Linked DNA regions of Sus scrofa: region 1 is linked to region 2. Evidence: chromatin contacts called from public Hi-C data. All regions are on one chromosome and are shown on one strand. Each heading gives the region's core, a stretch centred on a gene start, on an enhancer-like site or on the middle of the called end of the contact. The rest is flanking DNA. Distances are from core to core; before and after follow the strand shown.

What was found. A called contact is a pair of places that touch in the nucleus more often than the background predicts.
Region 1: a contact with region 2 is called in a Hi-C map of embryonic fibroblasts, with 2.5 times the contacts expected there. The contact joins two enhancer-like sites. A contact is called at or near these places in 2 of 47 Hi-C or Micro-C datasets (embryonic fibroblasts and epiblast stem cells).

What each region holds. Positions count from the first base shown.
Region 1 is chr6:26,521,374-26,524,593 of Sscrofa11.1, reverse strand. All of the region lies in intron 7 of LOC102162742 (a long non-coding RNA gene), which reads left to right. Among named protein-coding and RNA genes, the nearest start is that of CDH5, 590 kb to the left of the region's middle. Within about 2 kb of position 1,958, at least 5 of the 83 cell types and tissues checked have an H3K27ac peak or open chromatin away from gene starts, as enhancers often do. A contact at or near this core is called in embryonic fibroblasts, where this site is marked.
Region 2 is chr6:26,174,355-26,177,402 of Sscrofa11.1, reverse strand. LOC106507571 reads right to left here. Exons shown (of 8, transcript XM_021097535.1): 7 at 200-454. The coding sequence ends at 361. Among named protein-coding and RNA genes, the nearest start is that of CDH11, 300 kb to the right of the region's middle. Within about 2 kb of position 1,757, at least 13 of the 83 cell types and tissues checked have an H3K27ac peak or open chromatin away from gene starts, as enhancers often do. A contact at or near this core is called in embryonic fibroblasts, where this site is marked.

The DNA of each region.
Region 1 (3,220 bases), core at 709-3,208, 350 kb before region 2:
AAAGTTTCTGCTGATCTGATCAGACACAGAAGACTGATTTTTATCTTTAGCTTGGAGGGGACAGCCATAAGGATATCAGCTATCGGCATATTTTAAGATATTTTATGTGGGAGAACTGGGGTTGATTGGTGTGTGACTAGGTTCTTTGTCACTGGATGTGACCCGCAGCGTCTGGGCATCCCCAGTGGTGGGCGCTGTAGAGAGGTATCAGGATCAGGTGAAAGATCAGACAGGATGACCTATAATACCCTTCTTTGCCTGATGTCCTAAAATTCTCTAATTAATCGACCCTCTCCCGATTTAGAAACCGCATCTCAAATCACACCCCTAGGGTCAGATGTGTCACTTTTCTGAGGCCTCGTAGACTCGACCTCCATGGCTGGACCTCATTTGGTCTTTCTGGGGTCTCCGCCTGGTTCCGACTGGTTCCCACAGTTTTCCTGTCCAGGGAGCCTGCACTCAAAGGCTTTTTTCTCCCCAGTTCAGTTCCCCTCAACCCCTTTCTCCTCTTACCTTCTATCTTCTTATTTCTGACTCCCATTAGAACTGTGGATATCTGCCTTTGGTTGGCATGGGTTCACGCAAGTCTACTTTACCTCTAAGAAAAGCTGACCCTGAGAAAACACTGACATGACTTTTGGGACTAATTCTGGAAGTTACCTCTCTATCTGTTGGTCTTGTTCAAGTGCCCCATGGGTTTTACGTGTGGACCTGCGCTGAAATCCTGTCTGTCCCACTGGCTAACCGTGCCATCTTGGTTAAGTCTCCTCATCTCACCAAATCACCTTCCTTTCCATTATATAACTAGTGAAATGAAAGACACGTCACATTCCACCTCTGCCAGGATGTCTTCTCTACTAAAGGGAGTTATTACGAATAGTAAAATCCTAAAGAAATGATATGAAACTGACATCCATTCTGGTTTCCTTTCTGCAAAACTGAAAGGGAAACCCACTGTGGGGTGAAGGGTGAGCAAGAACCTGAACTGCTATTTCTCAAATGCCTTCCACATGTGTATCCTTGCTGCTGCCTGTACTTTGCTGTGGTTTGTAAGTAGGTGGCGGATACTCTTTTGGATTAGATCACTCAGAGGGGCCGCCTGAACTGGTTTGTCCTCCATGTGGTACAGAGTGAGAACAGGCACAGCAGTCACACGAAAGACAGGATTTGGAGTGAGAACAGGGTCTTTACTATGTGCATTGTTGTCGGAGACCACTGTGTCCAGCGCAACCATCAAAACCAGTAGTGAGTACGCCTTTTCTGTAAGGGCCAGAGGGTAAATATTTGAGACTTTGTGAGCCAGATGGTCTTGGTGGATGGTCTTGGTGGCAACCCCTCAGCTCTGCCATTGGAGCTCGAAAGCAGTCATAGTTGATACATAAAGGAATGGATACACATGGTTGCTTTCCAAGAGAACGTTGTTTACATAAGCAGAAGGTGGGCTCACGTGGGCCACAGGCCAAGCCTGTGGCCTAGTTCTCCAAGCCTCAATGTATGTATCTTCAACACGAGGACAACAGAGGTTCACAAAGATTAAAGAGTATAATGCAAATGAAGCATCGGAGCCCACAGCCTGACCTGTGAAAGATCTCCAAAAAGTTATTTCTTCCCATCTTTTTTCTCCCAAGTGCTTCTGTACAGTGAGGAGTTGGGAAAGAATGCACGCAAAGGTCCTTCCCAGCCCTGTGATTTTATGAAATTGCCCGTCAAAAAAAAAAAAAAAAAAAAAAAAAAAAAAAAGCAAGAAAGAGCGTGCCAGGGAGAAAAATTGTATGCGTGTTCTTTTTCTCTGCAAAATCTGACCACAAGAAGCATTAAATCAATCAGATGACAAAGCAGAATATGAAAAATTGAGTTGGTTTAGTCCCAAGTATGCAGGAGGCCTGTGCTATTGGGATCTGAAGCAGACAAGAAAAAAAAAAAGGGAAATGTTTTCTACACATTATGTGCTTTGGCTATTCTGTGACTCCCACATAATTCATCACTGGAAAACTTTGAGTGCAATAAACATTTCCCCTAGTTTAGTAGCTGCTCTGACCAAGAACAAAGTCATTAACAAAAATGCAGATAAATACAAGGCAAATAATGATATTCCCAATTGCTTCTGTGTCAACCAGCTCAGCCCATCAATCTTGCCTGACTGGTTAAGAAGGAACTGAGAGAATTTATAACCGGGGAAGATTTCTCTCTAAAGCATTTCCACCTCACAGACGAGGGCAAGGATGAATCATCCAGAAAGTCCCGGGAAACTGAATGAACGCTCTTCATCTTCAGAGCCTCCCCTCAGAGGCACTCTGTCTGGCACTGATGCACGGACACCCTGCCTTTCTGGGACCAGGGCTCCCCTCATGGGGCACTTTTTTTTCAGGCAAAGCTGAGGGCTGGATTTATAATTTTCAGAGCCCCCTCTCTGCATTCCTCGGAGAAGGTGTAGCCTCAGGAGCTCCTGGTGTGCCCATCCTGATTGGCAGGGGTGAGGGTAGAGGGCTCAGCAACTTTTCTCAATCCTTGGTCCTGATGCCAACACTCATTTAGAGTTAAGTTCTAGTTTTTCGGCCCGTTGCTCTGATTGCCTCTCTTCTGTATTCACTTCATTGACCTCGGTTTCACCTCCTCATGCAGTTTTTTTTTGGTTTTTTGGTCCTTTTTGGGCCACACCCGCAGCATACAGAAGTTCCCAGGCTAGGGGTCAAATTGGAGCTATAGCTGCCAACCTACACCACAGCCACAGCAACTGGGGATCTGAGCTGTGTCTGTGACCTACACCACAGCTCATGGCAATGCTGGATCCCTGACCCACTGAGCGAGGCCAGGGATCAAATCAGCATCCTCATGGATACTAGTCGGATTCCTTTCCACTGCACCACAGTGGGAACTCCCATTCTCATCTGCTTTTAAGGAGCAGTGTCTAGTCTTCTCCCCCCAGCACCCTCCTTTCTCCCAGTTGTCACATTTACCCTCTTGGTAGCAGAGACCAGCTACATCTCAGCGCCTCAATCATCTTTATCTGTCCAGGCATTGCCTCTAAAGTGCAGTCCTGTATTCAACTCCTCGCTGCTCTCACCTCCTGCCTGCCCACCAGACACATCAACTGTAACACATCTGCCACACCTTCTAACCCTGCTTCGCCCCTCCTGTGACTTTATAAGTAACCTCTTCTGGATTCAGTGGCCCAGATCAGATCCTGGGTTGTGCTGGGTGCTTCCCTTTCTCTCAGCCC
Region 2 (3,048 bases), core at 508-3,007:
GGTGTTGGGGGTGGAGAGTGGGGAGGACAGGAAGTTGTTCTCTTGCACTTGAACCCCAGGGAAGGATCCTGTCATTCTGCCCCATGATTTCCTCTAGAGGTGTGTTAGCAAGCTGAGCTCTGAAACTTCTAATTCACCATCCCCTTCCTTTAAAGAACGTTCCCCCCGAGGAAGGCAGAGAAGATGTAAATGCACATACCAAAATGAGCTTGGAACATCTGAAGCAAAGCTGGGCGAGTTCCAGGGCATCTTGATGAGATGCCGTCTGGGGCCCCGGGGACAGCCGCCTCCTTTAATGACTCCCAGCCCAGCTCAGCTCGAGGCTCCCTCTGCAACGCCCGCGCCTCTCCGCTTCCTTCTTCAGAACATGCCAGCGTTTGGAGGCTCATCTAAGCAATCATGTGTAGGGAAGGTTGCTCTTCTCTCCAAAACCATCCAGAACATGCTCGTGCTTCTGAAAGAGAAGTTCCAGATGTGTCTCTCCTGCAAATAATACATCATGTGAGGCAAGTGATGATGTTCGTCACGTGGACAAAAGAACAACTTACCTGGTCCCCGAGCTGTTCCCCAAACCCATCCACTAGTCATTGTAAGAGATGCAGTGTGTGTGATGCCTGGGATATTTGAGAGCTCTTTAAGCATAGCAATACCCACTAACTCAGATGCCAGACTTCTAGTAACTTAACCAACATTCAGTCCTGAAATTAGATACAAATGAGAAGGGCTTGATTTAGGTAGGAATGGCTTTCAAAAAGCTCCCCCACACTCACATACATTTTAGCACTCAAAGGGCTCTAACTTGTTACAGGTTTCTAATAAACCCTCATATGGGCTCCAGCCTATAACAGACAATTAGAAAGATGCCATACAGAGTTTTTGTCGTGGCACAGAAGAAACGAATCTGACCAGGAACCATGAGGTTGCGGGTTTGATCCCTGGCCTCCTCAGTGGGTTGAGGATCCAGTGTGACCATGAGCTGTGGTGTAGGTTGCAGACGTGGCTCAGATGTGGCATTGCTGTGTGCTGTGGCAGCTACAGCTCCGATTAGACCCCTAGCCTGGGAACCTCCATATGCCAGGAGTGCGGCCCTAAAAACAAACAAACAAACAAGCTGCCATATACTGCTTGGCCCAGGGAGGGTGATGAGGTAGATCACTTGCTGGTTCAGAGAAGGATCCATATTCAAAGAAGCAGGAACCCTGCTCTGCACAACAATCCCACAGGCGACCAGCAGTAAAGAAAGAAGCAAGTGACAGCCTCGAGTAGGGAAACTCTGCAATTTCTGTTAACACTGGCAGAAGAGAGAACCAGTAGGTGAAGGAGTGAGGTAGATGCCATCCTGGCTGCATCCCACAGGTCCTGGAACAGCAGCTCTGACTCAGAAAGTGAGATCCATTTCCTGCGAGGCTGTGGTCTAGAATGGAATTATCAGGAAAGACAAGCCACCAAGGAAGACAAAGGCAGATTGCCCTCCACGTACAACAAACAGGAGCTTCCCCCAAGGCCATTTAACGTTTTCTCGGCAGAGGGATGCAAGCCAGTCCACATCTCCATGACCATGAACTGGAACGATATCTCTGCACTTGGATGACAGTAGCTGCATAGTAGGTCTACACACAGCAGTCAGAGCGGGGGACCAGGGCTTCCTTTTGGTTACTCAGGTCTCTGGATTCTTAGAACCTCTGTGGTATGTCTGAGTACTCCTCTTAGACGGCGTGAGCCTCCGTCCCCGGCCATGGGTAAGAGATCCGGACATTCCATTTGTTTATTTTTGTTGCTGTTGGCAACAAAGATAGTCTGAATCTTGGCAAAGGCAGGCTGCCCAGAGCCCCAGGGGGATAGAGTTGAGCACTGAGAGAAAAAGAGAAACAGACAACTGTGCGTCTGTGCTCAGCCCAGGGAATGCGATTCTAACTTCAGAGCTTGGGACCAGAGCTCCTTAAAATTCTACATTTTAGGTTCAGGTAGTCCACGGCTGCCTAATTCAGACACCTCCAGGTGGGAGAAACCTCTGCTACCAATTCAAGGAAAAACTGAGTTTCCCTCAAAAAATGGTTTCTTCTTTTCTACTGTCTCCCCAACCCCTCTTCCTGTTGTGTTATAGCAACTGAGAATCACATAAGCGACAAGGTCTCCTGCTTTGTTTTGGCCACTGCGAAGCTTAAGTAAAAATCTGGCCAATGTTCAGTGTGCAACGCTCATACAGTGACTGCCGCTTTTGTCTGAGTACCATCCCTTTTCCTTACACGAAAACAGACCCACCCAAGAATAGAGGCTTCAGAATGAGACTGGTTTGATTAACATACAAATCCCCCTAGCAGAGTTCCCCTTGTTGCTCAGAGGGTTAAGGACCCCATGTTATCTGAGGATGAGAGTTCCATGCCTGGCCTCACTCAGTGCGCTAAGGATTTGGTGTTGCTGTGGCTGTGGCATAGGCTGGCAACTATATCTCTGATTTAGCCCCTGTCTGGGGAACTTCCATGCTTTATCAAAAAAGAAAAAAAAAAAAAAAAAGAAAAAAGAAACAAAAGAGAAAATCCCCCTAGCAAGAGAGCTTTGCCCAGGTATGTCATGTAAGCCAAGCTACTTCACCCCAGTTACACAGGGCATAGAAAAACAGAGATGAGGAGTTCCCGTGGTGGCGCAGTGGTTAACGAATCCGACTAGGAACCATGAAGTTGCGGGTTCGGTCCCTGCCCTTGCTCAGTGGGTTGACAATCCGGCGTTGCCGTGAGCTGTGGTGTAGGTTGCAGACGCGGCTTGGATCCCGCGTTGCTGTGGCTCTGGCGTAGGCCGGTGGCTACAGCTCCGATTCGACCCCTAGCCTGGGAACCTCCACATGCTGGGGGAGCGGCCCAAGAAATAGCAACAACAACAACAACAACAAAAAGACAAAAAAAAAAAAAAAAAAAGAAAAAGAAAAACAGAGATGAAACACCTACAGAGAGGGTCCTGTCAGTGCTCAGGAGCTAATTCTGGCCAGCCTCAAGGCCACTTCCACATTCCTCACTACTGCAGGATTTTATAACGCCGCAATTATTTCCCTGT